2 separate regions of the Danio rerio genome follow, and region 2 is linked to region 1. The links are chromatin contacts, called in public Micro-C maps. All regions are on one chromosome and are shown on one strand. The core of a region is the stretch at or near the end of the contact, and the rest is flanking DNA. Distances in the headings are between cores, read along the strand shown. Region 1 holds the start of sh3gl3a (SH3-domain GRB2-like 3a). Region 2 overlaps saa (serum amyloid A).

Region 1 (6,173 bases), core at 90-2,589:
TTATTGTTTTTTATCGTAACTACGAATGGTTTAAAAACGTAGTATAGTACATTTACTTACAAAAACAATATTGTGGGTGCAACATTTTTGTACGTTTATCAGGATTTTATTCATTCAGACGCCTGGAAACAGTTGCATTTTAAGTCTTAATGTTTTATTGTTACTACAAATTGTCAAAAACCATAGTATAGTACATTTATTTACAAAAAAACGTGTGTACAACATGTATTTTTGCATGATTATCAGGATTTTATTCATTCACACACCTGGAAAAATTTGTATTTTAATGCTTAATGTTTTTATCGTTACTACAAGTGGTCGAAAAACGTAGTTTAACACATTTATTTACAAAACAATGTGTGTGCAACATGTATTTTCTACATTTATCAGAATTTTATTCATTCAGACACCTGGAAACATTTGTATTCTAATTCTCAATGTTTTTATCATTGAATGGTTGAAAAACGCAGTACAAGTTAGTACATTATTTACAAAAATAAACCTATTTATACATTTATTTACAAAAAAAGGGTGAGTGCAACATGTATTTTTGGTACATTTATCTGGATTTTATTCAATCAGACACCTAAAAACATTTGTATTTTAATTCTTATTGTTTTAAAATTGCTACAAGTTGTCTAAAAACGCAGTATAGTACATTTATTTACAAAAATAAATGTTTATTTACAAAAATAAATGTTTGTGCAACATTGTTTTGTACATTTATCAGGATTTTATTCATTACTAGTTGTATTTTAATTCTTAAAGTTTACATCGTTACCAAAAAAAGGTCGAAAACGCAGTCTAGTACAAAAAAATAAAGCTATTTATACATTTATTTACAAAAAGCGTGTGTGCAACAACGCGTAGTTACGTCACAACGAAGCGAGATATATAAACAAAAGCGCTGAGGGAAATGTAGCAAAGTTGAAGGAAATATTCAGATGAGAAGTGAAGCGGCTCTGAGGCGGTTCAGCCGCTCTAACGGGCCTCTTAAAACACAAAAGCCCAGCAGAACACTTCAGCCAACACAATACACGAGCTCTTTCTGCAAATCCACCAGTTAAAGCCTCTAAAACTCGGGTTTTAAAACATAAACAGCACGATTCGGGCGTCTCCTTACCTGACTCGCTTTGTGCAGCTGCTTCTTAAACCCCGCCACCGACATCCTTAAAACAAGCCGAAACACGAAATAAGGCGAAAAGAAAACGTTCGAGGGGCCAAAAATGCTGATATAATCCTTCCCAAGCGCATAAAAACAGATGTATGAATCGCTTTCGGGTTATTTCACCGCCGCTGGGGGAAGATGGTCCTGCATTTCGCGGTGGGTTTTCTTCTTTCCTCACTGACAAGTGCTGCTGGTCGGTTATGTTTGTTTCGAGGATTCTGATTGGCGGAGAGCCGCATACGTCACGGCAGCATCTCGGAGAACCCCTTTACTGTGGATAGACGTCTTTAACCTTTTGCTTTAATGAGTGATGATTTATTTATCTACCCGTTTTGTTTATTTTGGTTTTTATTAGGCTATTTTTATCCATGACATATTGTTCGGCGTGTTTGTATTGTTTGTATTTTTTCTTAATAAAAAAAACACTATATATCAAGGCTTTGGCAGGAACACGAGGGAGATTCTCTGGAAATGCGAGAGCTCGAACATCCATCCGGGAAACAGATGGCGACTCTCCAACGCACTTTTTAGACCTTGATCCAGAGTCCAGAGTGTCGTGTAAATGTTTGCGATTTTGTGAGGAGCAAAATAGCGGGATATAAATGTGTGTGAAACTGTGTGTGTGTGTGTGTGTGTGTGTGTGTGTGTGTGTGTGTGTGTGTGTGTGGTGTGTGTGTGAAGTATCCACAGGACATTTATAGAGTCCTCTGCTGCCCCCTGGCAGCTCTTCAGTCGCAATACTGTTCCTAGAAGGAACACGCTGTTCCTTCTATGCAAATAAATCTATTGTTGTGGTGTCCAGACCACCAGTGAAAACCAGACAGCTGATCCCCTCATTTAACACAATTACTTCATTATCTATCTATCTATCTATCTATCTATCTATCTATCTATCTATCTATCTATCTATCTATCTATCTATCTATCTATCTATCTATCTATCTATCCTTTATCTGTCCATCTGTACATCCATCTCCATCCATCTATCCATCCATCCATCCATCCATCCATCCATCCATCCATTTGTCCATACATCTATCATTCATCCATCCATCATCTTTCCATCCATCCATCTGTCTGTCCATCTATCCATCTATCCATCCATCCATCCATCCATCCATCCATCCATCCATCCATCCATCCATCCATCCATCTATCATCTATCCATCCATCCATTCATTCATCCATCCATCCATTCATCATCCATCCATCCATCCATCCATCATGCATCATTCATCCATCCATCCGTCCATCCATTCTTCATCCATCTATCCATCTATCCATCCATTCATCCGTCCATCAATTCGTCCTTTCATCATCCATCAATCCATCTATCCATCCATCCGCCCATCCATTCATCATTCATCCATCCATCCATCCATTCATCCATCCGCCCATCCATTCATCATACATCCATCCATCCATCCATTCATCCATCCGTCCATCCATTCATCATCCATCTATCCATCCGTCCATCTACCCATCCATTTATCCATCCATCTGTCCATCCATTCATCATCCATCTGTCCATCCATTCATCATCCATCTGTCCATCCATTTGTCATCTATGCCTTTTCATCTATATCTTCATAAATGTGACCCTGTATCACAAAACCACAGTCATAGGTTTAGATTTTAAAATTAAACTTTATAGGGCACATGAAAGCTGAATAAATAAGCCTTCAATGGGACTCTATGCAGAGCTAGTGTTTTTCAGCCAATAATAAACTTCCAGAGAACATTTAATGTGACAACATAATTGTTAAACATGTTTTTTTTTTCTTTTACATGGTTGCTTCTACAGCATCAATGTTGTAATGTACTGTAATTAAAACACATTGATTTAAGTAGACTTCAGGATTTATTTAGTTGTTTAAGCCTAAAATAAGAAGAAAGACTGTGTAACCCAGGCATGGGCAAACTTGATTCTGGAGGGCCGGTGTCCCTGCAGACTTTTGCTCAAACACTAATAAAACACCTGAAAACACTAATCAGTGTCTTCAAGATTACTAGAAAGCTGCAGGCAGGTGTGTTTGATTAGGGTTGGAGCAAAACATTACAGGACACCGGCCCTCCAGGATCCGGTTTGCCCATTCCTGCATAACCATTAGGCTGTCAGGATGAACAGGCAGAAAGTCCATTCAATATACTGTGGTAAAATAAATGATTCTATTTTAAAGACATGGCGGGGAAAAATTTGAATTCAATGCAGTGCTTCTTGTCCAGCCTGAGACCCACTTTATATTGTATATCTATCAGGCAGCGAAGATTGCTGATTTGTAAAGAAATCAGATCTTAAACTTGGTGATTTTGTAATGCTAAGTCAGTTCAACTTGGGTTGGCTGATTGAAATTAAAAGTCTGTGTGCATATAGACGAATTATCGGTTTGTTACATTCAGGATGCCAAGGCGGTGAGGTTGCAGAACAAAAACGGGATCGCTAGTATTTACAGCGATGAAATGACATCTGATGCAGTATCTACAGAGTTTGTTGTTGTCTTAGAAATAAGTTATATTGATTACATATTATATATATTATTTACATAATGTGTTCAGTGTATCATAACAGCTTGTCACCCAGTGATAAGCACAGTTATGTGGCAAAATGAACGTTAAAGTGAGCGGCGTTCATCTGATAGGTCTATTTGCGATAGCACCCTCCCAATGGATATTGGATAAGACGAAATGCCCAAGCATCCAGCCCCAAATACACAACTATCTCACTGAAACTCAGAGTGATTTTACAAGAGAGGAGTTAAAGGCCTACTGTACAAGTCTTTGGATGCCAACAGTTTTGTTCTGTGTGGTCATGTGCAAGAAATAAGGATCCATGATTACCAGATTCATGTAGTGGTAAAAACTGAGGTTCTGCCTAGCCAAAGACAAGGGAAGTAGACAACAAGCAAAACAACTGCATTCTGACAGTGAACTGCACCTGTACGGTAGGGCATGTGAACTTACCCTTTTACGTTTCATTCTTAGCATTCAGTGTCTGCAGGTGCAAGGGAGACGTTCAAGAAGATTTATTAAACAGAAGTGGATCAAAACTCTGCTCTATAAGCAGTAGGGAAACAGTCACTCAAATAATATAGTGGAAACACAGGCAGTCAGGAATCAGCTCTGTGATGCTGGACTGGTCAAACAGAAAAAGCCTATTGGCTGAACAGTTGAAAAATAAAAGAACAGACCTCAGGCAGCCGAGCTGATGGATAGACCTCACACAAGCGCAGACTGTGGGCAGAGCAGAGGTGAGCCAATGCACAGGTGAACGAACGAAGTGGGTAAAGACAGAACAGGACTGGACTGGACAAGGTTCCATCTTCTGATCAGGAAGGACAGGTAACTCACAGACACAAAATAATTTTTAAGCACAGAACGAGGGAGAAGGGGAGACGAAATAGCCAAATAATCAGGGAGAACAGGTGAAAGGAGAGGACGGGAAACAAGGGAATTGCTAACAGGTTAAACCGCTTACAAATAACTAGACACAAGAGGGAGACAGAGAAAACACAACAAAAACCTGACAGTGTGATTCAGCATAGCGTGAACTTACCTGATATAAAATGAGAACTGCAGTCCAGCATTTTTAATCAGGTCCTCACTACATTCAGCTCTTTTGATGGCTGTTAGCCACTTCTCAAAAGGAGAATTTAACATCCTACAGCACAACACGACATGTTTATTGCAACAGGTCTTTTTTGCGACTGGTATGTGTGGTTGAACCTGTGTGAAATAGGTTGGTAATTCCCCTATACCCCTTTGTTTTTGTTAGGACAGATTGATAGTTGACCAAGATTCAGCTCTTTGAAAATCTAATCACTGAGAGAAATACATTTAAACTTGTCCAAATTCCATCCATGCATAATACTTAAAATATAATATATATATAATAATTAAAAATGTTTTGACAGATTTATGGAAGGAAATGTACACAATTCTTCGTGGAAGTCAATCTAAACATTTGTGATTTTTGTTTTGCATAGTTTTGACTCATATCATCAGATTTAGGTTATTCCCAAAAAACAGCTTCAACATTACACTGGTTTTGAGGTCCAGGGTCACATATTCACCACTAGATGTCCTACCTAGTACACATTGTAAGTCTTTCTGAGTTAGTTGTTGTTGACCTTATTCTAAAATGCGGAAGTGCGCCTGTTTTCGCGATTGTCTTAGAACAGGGGTGTCCAAACTCGGTCCTGGAGGACCAGTGTCCTGGAGAGTTTAGCTCAAACCTTAATCAAACACACCTGAATTAGCTAATTAAGCTCTTACTAGATATACTAGAAACATCCTGGCAGGTGTTTTGAAACAAGTTGGAGCTAAACTCAGCAGGACTTAGAACTTCCGATTCAGTAGCCTATGGGAGAAATGACTAGGAATAATAAACGGCAGAAAACGGTCAAACTACTTGGTCTACAAACAAATGTTTGCATGACTACACAGACCAAGTAGAATAATATAACAAGGAATTGTCAAATTGCAACATCAAGCAGCGTAATGAGCAGTTTTTAATGTCTAAAAATGAATGGAAGTGAATGAGACCGGAAGTCTCAAGCCAAAAAGATTCAAATGGCTGCGCCCACTCATCGGCGGAGAATAAGGTCAATAGTGTGTCTCTTATTCTCTTATGCTCATTTGTGTGTGTGTGTGTGTGTGTGTGTGTGTTCTATAAGAAATTATTTTAATGAACCAGATTATTTTAATGTCTTTCGCTGTTATCTTACTGATTTTATTTGAGCATATTAGTACCGAAAAGCATTAAAACATGCATATTGTGTAGAAAATGGAGATGGATCTGGCTGCAGACCTAGTGGAGTGCAATCTGGGCTGCATCCAATGCTTTTTAATGGGCTCACCTTACCCGACCCCTAACCCTACCAGTCACAGTGACATCACTAGCTCCATTTGAGTGCGTTGTGTCTGAAGTTGCATCGCTGAGTGATGCAGTCTCAGCTTGCATCATAAAGGATGCATCCAGATACTATTGAAAGTTTTGGATTCCAAA
Region 2 (6,445 bases), core at 1,059-3,558, 48 kb after region 1:
TGTGTCATTGCGTATCCTTCCCTTATTCGTCAAGCCCCTATCACACGACTATAAGACATGGATTTAACGCTACCGGAAGACAGTACTGTAAACAACAACATGGACACAGAAATGGGAGCGTTGTTTGCACTATTGTCTGTTTTAGGCGCCATTGTGCAGTTATTCATTTGCTACGTTTAGTAACAACTCGACCTTGTCGTTTGTCCACAAAAATACCTCTCTTGCATTCTTTGCCATCGTGTTTAATGTACAACCCGCAGTTGTTGACAAACAATAACTAAATGCCGAGCGAGACACATGCTTTCTGTTTATACTAGAATGCGCATGCCCAGAGTGCGCAAATAGTCACGTGATATACGTTTTTGGTGGCGTAGTGTGGACGGAGATATGTTCAGAGATGCTAGGTGAAACGCTAGTGTGGATCATTTTTTATCTAAAACGCTGTTTTAAAACTAAAACGCACTAGTGTAAACGGGGCCTTATTCACACACATACACTACGGTCAATTAAGCTAACCCAATTCATCTATACCGCATGTTTTTGGACTTGTGGGGGAAACCGAAGCACCTGGAGGAAACCCACACCAACACAGGGAGAACATACAAACTCCACACAGAAACGCCAACTGACCCAGCTAGCAAAACGTTACATTTTAGCAAAAAAAAATTATTATTCTGGAGCCAGACAGAAGTGAGATCAGGGGTCCTATCATACACCCGGCGCTATGCGGTGCATTGCTCAACGCAATTGTTGTTTGCTAGTTTCAGCTAGGCGCAAGAGTCGTTTTGATGTTTTGCACCACGCTGTTTAAATAGCAAATGCATTTGCACTCATATGTGCGCCCATAGGCGTTTTGGTCTAAAAAAAAGGAGGCGTGTTGAAGCACATTACTGGCGTGTTGCTATTTCGAGTACCTGGAGGAAACCCACACAAACACAGGGAGAACATGCAAACTCCACGCAGAAAGGCCAACTGACCCAGCCGAGGCTCAAACCAGCGACCTTCTTGCTGTGAGGCGACAGCACTACCTACTGCACCACCGTGTCGCCCTTTATTAAGCCGTTTTAAATATATTTGATGAATCGTTGCACAATATTGTAGGAAATCATTGTCAAACCTTGTTGTGATGTGTTCAGTGATGGACGGGAGGCTCTGCAAGGTCTCATTCGCAGAGGCAATTCAGATGCTGCAGCCGATCAGGAGGCCAATCTCTGGGGCCGAAACGGCGGAGACCCCAACAAATACAGACCTAAAGGCCTGCCCATAAAGTACTGAGAAGATGACCCCCAGAAGACTTAAATCATCAACTAAAGCAGTAGTTTGCATGACAAATATTAAGCCATTTCACTCACTTTATATATTGATGGTTATTTTCTTCAAATCTCCATGTATGCAAATATTACTGTACACCTTTCTTTGACATATTTGTTTTATTCTTAATATGTTATATTGAAGTTAAAGTGTTGTTATTTGGTGAATTTAATGTTTTTAAGTCTTAATAAAGAAAACAACATAAGTCACGTGTTTCTGCTTTTCTTATGTCTTAATGTTTTTTTCTTTAATTCTTTATGCAAATAATACATCTTTCACATATTTGTTTGATTTTTAATATTGAAGTTGAGGTGATATAATGTGTTCCATATAATGTCTTTTAAAAGTCTTATTATTAAAGAATACAACCTTAGTCTAGTATTTTTTCTTGAATGCTGCCATTAAGGAAATTTACAAAATCAAAATGTAATATTTTATGTTAACGTTACTTTAATTTATTAAACTTTATATTGAAGAGAAAAAAAAAACGTTTTATCAATTGTATTTTATAGAGGAAACTCTTTTCTTGCGTATGTCATAAAAACTATGGATATAACAGTTAGGCTATAACGTTAATATTAGTAACTTAGCCAGCAATTAGTAGCTGCCAGGTGTGGACTGGTTACAGTTTTACTAATATAACATGATTAAATAATAGTTATTATAACAAAACCATGTTGAATTTACAGTAACAATTGTTTAACTCAAATTAACTTACTCAGTTTACTTTCATGGTTTTATATGTAACGCTAACTTTATCTGTGTGATAATAGAAATAAACGACTCACCTCACGACTAACGTTAACCTCATCTCTCTGGGTAGTTTTGCTGTAGTTCAATACGTGGTGTTATGTAATTATGAGAACTTGTGAGATAATAAAATATAATCAAAATGTCTGTCAAAAAATGTCGAAATTTGTGTAAAACTTCGTCTGTTTTCATTCACGTCACTCACTCACTCACTCACTGTTTATGCCGGAGCGCCTCCTTCCGGTCACACAAGCAACTGTCCTCCACATTGATATCCGTAGATCACAGGTGTCAAACTCGGTTCCAAAAGGGCCGCAGCTCAGCACAGTTTAGTTCCAACCCTAATTAAACACACCTGATCAAACTAATTGAGTCCTTCAGGCTTGTTTGAAACCTACAGGTAAGTGTGTTGGAGCAGGGTTGGAACTAAACTGTGCAGGGCTTCGGCCCTCCAGGAATTGAGTTTGACACCCCTGCCTACAGGCCTATGTGTGTTTAATGCTGTCATGCACCAGCACATGTGGCATTTGACGTGTTTTTAATGTGCATATGCTCCTGTTCTATTAAAATATATAGGCCGACAGTATAGAAACCATCAAAGACATTCTTATATATTCTACAGCAAATACCATAAAGGCATTGCAAACCATCAAATGTTAACCAATAAAAACAGCACATTTTAATGTGGGTTTTGGGGATTTACTCCATTAGGATTAAACGCTTATAACAGGCCACCAATGGAAGACAGCAAGTTGCCATTTGAGACCCACAGGAAGCATTACAGTTTCCATTAAAACCCATACAATTCCCATTATAACCATTAAAACTGTTACTCTGTGAGGGTTTAGCTATATTGAATTTTCAGCAGGGGTCGCTATGGCTTAGACGTGTTATTACATTAGTCAACAACATTTAAAGATCAAAACCTTTCATCAAAGTTGTCCTAAAACTACTGAACAACACCCATTCTTGTCTTAGGACAATTTTGAACAACCATTTTGATCCACCTAAAATGTTGAATAGCTACTGTATAGCCTGTAATTCCAGGGTGAAGCCGTCTCATGTTAAATAATATTGGTATAATATCAAAATATATATGTATATTTCTATTGCATCCAATTGAATGATGGGTTGGCAAGCGTTGGGGACGTGCTGGTGCAGGCATCTGGAATTCCCACTGTTTTTAACATCTGGGAGTACAACCAACAGAAAAAAAGTCAATATAAAAGCAAAACTAGAAGTATTCACAATCTAGTCTACAAGTCATTTAGCTAGTTTCGTCCTGAATACACACATTGTTCATCCTAGAAGCATCAGTTTTATAATTGTTTCCCAATGGGATTCAGAAGCTGATAAATCAATTGATTCGGATGCACTACAAGCAGAATTTGACAATTTTCTCCAGTTTCTAATATAAAATCTTCAGTATAGCTGTCTTCTTGTATCCACTTGGAACCCAGTTAAAAAACTGAAGTTGGTCTAGAACATCCAACTACACTAAAATGGACGTGCAACACAGGAAACATCACAATAACTGTGTTCATGGTATATCATTACAACCGTGAAACTCTTGTTATGACTAAACGAACAATACTTTTATTAAAGCTTTAGAAGTCTTGGCTGACTGACAGAGGATGCTGAAATTAAAGGAATAGCTCACCAAAAATGAATATTTGCTGTTTAATTCACTAATCCTCAGTCAAAGTTTTTGTTTTTCAGTAAATCATTAAAGATTCAGTCTTTCGTCTGGATAAAAAAAAGTTTTCCTGGTTTACAAAATCAATACCTATCCTTGCTGGAAAACCGTAAAAGCTTAAACAAGCATTACTTGTTGGTTGGTCGACCAGCGTAATTTTAGAGGGGTTTTGGCTCAGCGTGATCTCTAGTTTAGCTGAAGATGATCAGCTAAAACCAATTTGACCAGCCTGGTTTAAACTGGACATAGCTGGTCACTTCCCAGCTAGGTTGGAAATGACCAAAACCCCACTAAAACCAGGCTGTTCGACCAGCTTAGCTTTTTTTTTTTTTTTTTTTTGAGATTTTCTCGACAAGAACACCACCACAATTCCATTGTTACATTGAAAGCAGAAACCTTTTATTTCTTGTCAGTCTTACACTGTTACTAGAGACCTTCAGCTTCAAATAGAAAAAAAATTTTTTTTTTTTACTAAATGCTTATGGTCACATCTGACTCGATGATGATATGCTAAGCTAGTAATGACCAAGCATGAACAAGAATGACAAGAATATTTTTAAGAATGGTTTAAGTCAATAGTAGTGGTTGGTGAATGGCAATTTCTTTAATCCACAGCCTCTGCGATTATTTAAAGCAAATGTTGGGCCTTCAAAATATGCAGTGCAGCGATTAAAAAATGACTAACCCTGCTAATGTGGTATCAAAGTAGCTGAATTTTTACCCGTGTGATGTTTATAAAAATGATCCTTTAAAACCCAGATGTCAAAGTTAGTTCCTGGAGGGCCGCAGCTCTGCAGTTCAGTTCCAACCACAGAAACACGCCGGATCTCCTTGATGCTTGTTTAAAACCTACAGGTAAGTGTGTTGGAGCAGAGTTGCAATTAAACTGTGACTTGGACATGCCTGCTCTAAAATTATTGATGATCATGAACAGAATGCCAATATAAAAAAAAAAAAGAAAAAAAAAAAAAAGTGAGGCAACATTAAAGTTCAGCGTTTTTAAAAACTTCAAAAATCACTAAGACAAGTTTAATAAAGCTCCTTCACACATTTTAGACAATAACAGTAATATGTGACTCTGGTGTGTGAGATCTTAAAGTACAAATTTCCATCACTAATATGACATGACCTTCATTTGAACATCTCTGAAATGACCCAAGGAGGCGAAAATCATTTTGTAATAAACTTTATTTTGGTCCCGAGGAGAGAGTTTAGTCAAAGAGTCCGAATCCCATGTCATCATCGGATTCCTCAGACTCCTCTTTCTTCTCTTCTTTCTTCTCCTCCGCTGTTGAAAAAAAAGGGGACAACTTGCATGATTACAGGACCAACAATACAACATTCACTTTAAACCAACAAATGCTCAGAATTATTGGAGCAAACCATGGCAGCACACGACACAAAATACACCTTTCAAAAGAATCAGCACAATCAGATGAAAATATCTGGATGGATTGATCTGAGTTTACTGCATGTGCTTGTGTTTGCGGTGTACCATCAATGAAAGAATGAAGCAATTGGCTGGCAGCAAGACAACAGTATAACGAGATCTAATTAATATTCAATTATCAGCAATGTTAAAAATACGACAAAATTCACAGTAAATAAATTCATTGTTAAATAAGCATCAACTTTCCACGTTCATTGTAGGCTATCTGTAAAGGCTTTACACTTTCATGTATATTAGTGCACAGAATTTAGCACTTAGTTTAAAGGTGCAGTATGCAAGTTTGACACCTAGTGGTTGAACTAGGTATTGTATTCCTTAATCAAAACACGCAAGCGCAGGTTGCCAGATTGAGGACAAACAGGAGCGAGTCTGACTATCAAGCTGAAAGGCTGATTTAAGTCGTGTTGTAAATAAAAGCAAAGACATGCGATACAAGTAATATATTTCCATATTAGAAATGGCTTCTATGTCTTGTAGCTGAACAACAGAAACCTGACAATGATCACCTCAGGTACACCTCATGTGCTTTATTCAGTGTTAAATGCTAATAATGTGAGTTTAAATGCCATTTTACATGACATTTATTGCCATACTACTGAAAGCAGCAGCAGATAGTTCACCTCAGATCTTGAAAATAAACCGTTTAAAATTGAACTTTAGAGCTGCGACTCATATCAGTGATTCAGCATCTACATTTAATAATGTTAAAGAGGTTTAATATGTATCAATTATAAACCTTCTCACTTGTAGAGAGTGCACTATTCTGTGCTTCTGAATGGCTGTATTTACATTTCTGTCACGTTTCGTCGGGTGCAAACAGCCCAATTTATTAATCGCTGCAAATCTCATCATGTAGCGTGTTGTTAAGACACAGGGTTACAATGTAACCTGCTCACCTAATGTTTACATTCGGTATATTTAAAATATTTGCTAATTAATAACCTCAAGTGAAACTCTGAATCTGCATCTCATTTCGGAGGCTGCTACTGTCCACTGGCAGTCGTATTTCTTTAAGAGCCTTTCTGACAGAGTGAATGAAATGTGCCGTTATCCATCAAGGTAACCCTGGGTGCTGAAATATAATTGTCTAATCTGGCATTGGGTGGGTAAAAAACCAAAACGAAGACAGACGTTCTGGCATGCAGAATATCTGATTTCAGCAGTGTTTTTCAGATAAACAAGAATGTTCACTTGGCATGTTTCTTAAATATCTGCAAACATACTACAGCATTTTTATG

What was found. A called contact is a pair of places that touch in the nucleus more often than the background predicts.
Region 2: a Micro-C map of caudal fin shows a contact between it and region 1, with 15 times the contacts expected there. The contact joins the enhancer-like site here to the promoter of sh3gl3a in region 1. A contact is called at or near these places in 3 of 18 Hi-C or Micro-C datasets (caudal fin, embryo and hematopoietic stem cells).

Annotation. Positions count from the first base shown.
Region 1 is chr7:12,873,093-12,879,265 of GRCz12tu, forward strand. sh3gl3a (SH3-domain GRB2-like 3a) reads right to left here and starts at 1,340. Exons shown (of 9, transcript NM_001081691.2): 1 at 1,124-1,340. The coding sequence starts at 1,168.
Region 2 is chr7:12,920,158-12,926,602 of GRCz12tu, forward strand. It overlaps saa (serum amyloid A), which reads left to right. Exons shown (of 4, transcript NM_001005599.2): 4 at 1,137-1,516. The coding sequence ends at 1,275. It overlaps rplp2b (ribosomal protein, large P2 b), which reads right to left. Exons shown (of 5, transcript NM_001100436.2): 5 at 4,928-5,045. The coding sequence ends at 4,969. Among named protein-coding and RNA genes, the nearest start is that of saa, 7.6 kb to the left of the region's middle. Within about 2 kb of position 2,309, at least 4 of the 62 cell types and tissues checked have an H3K27ac peak or open chromatin away from gene starts, as enhancers often do. A contact at or near this core is called in caudal fin, where this site is marked.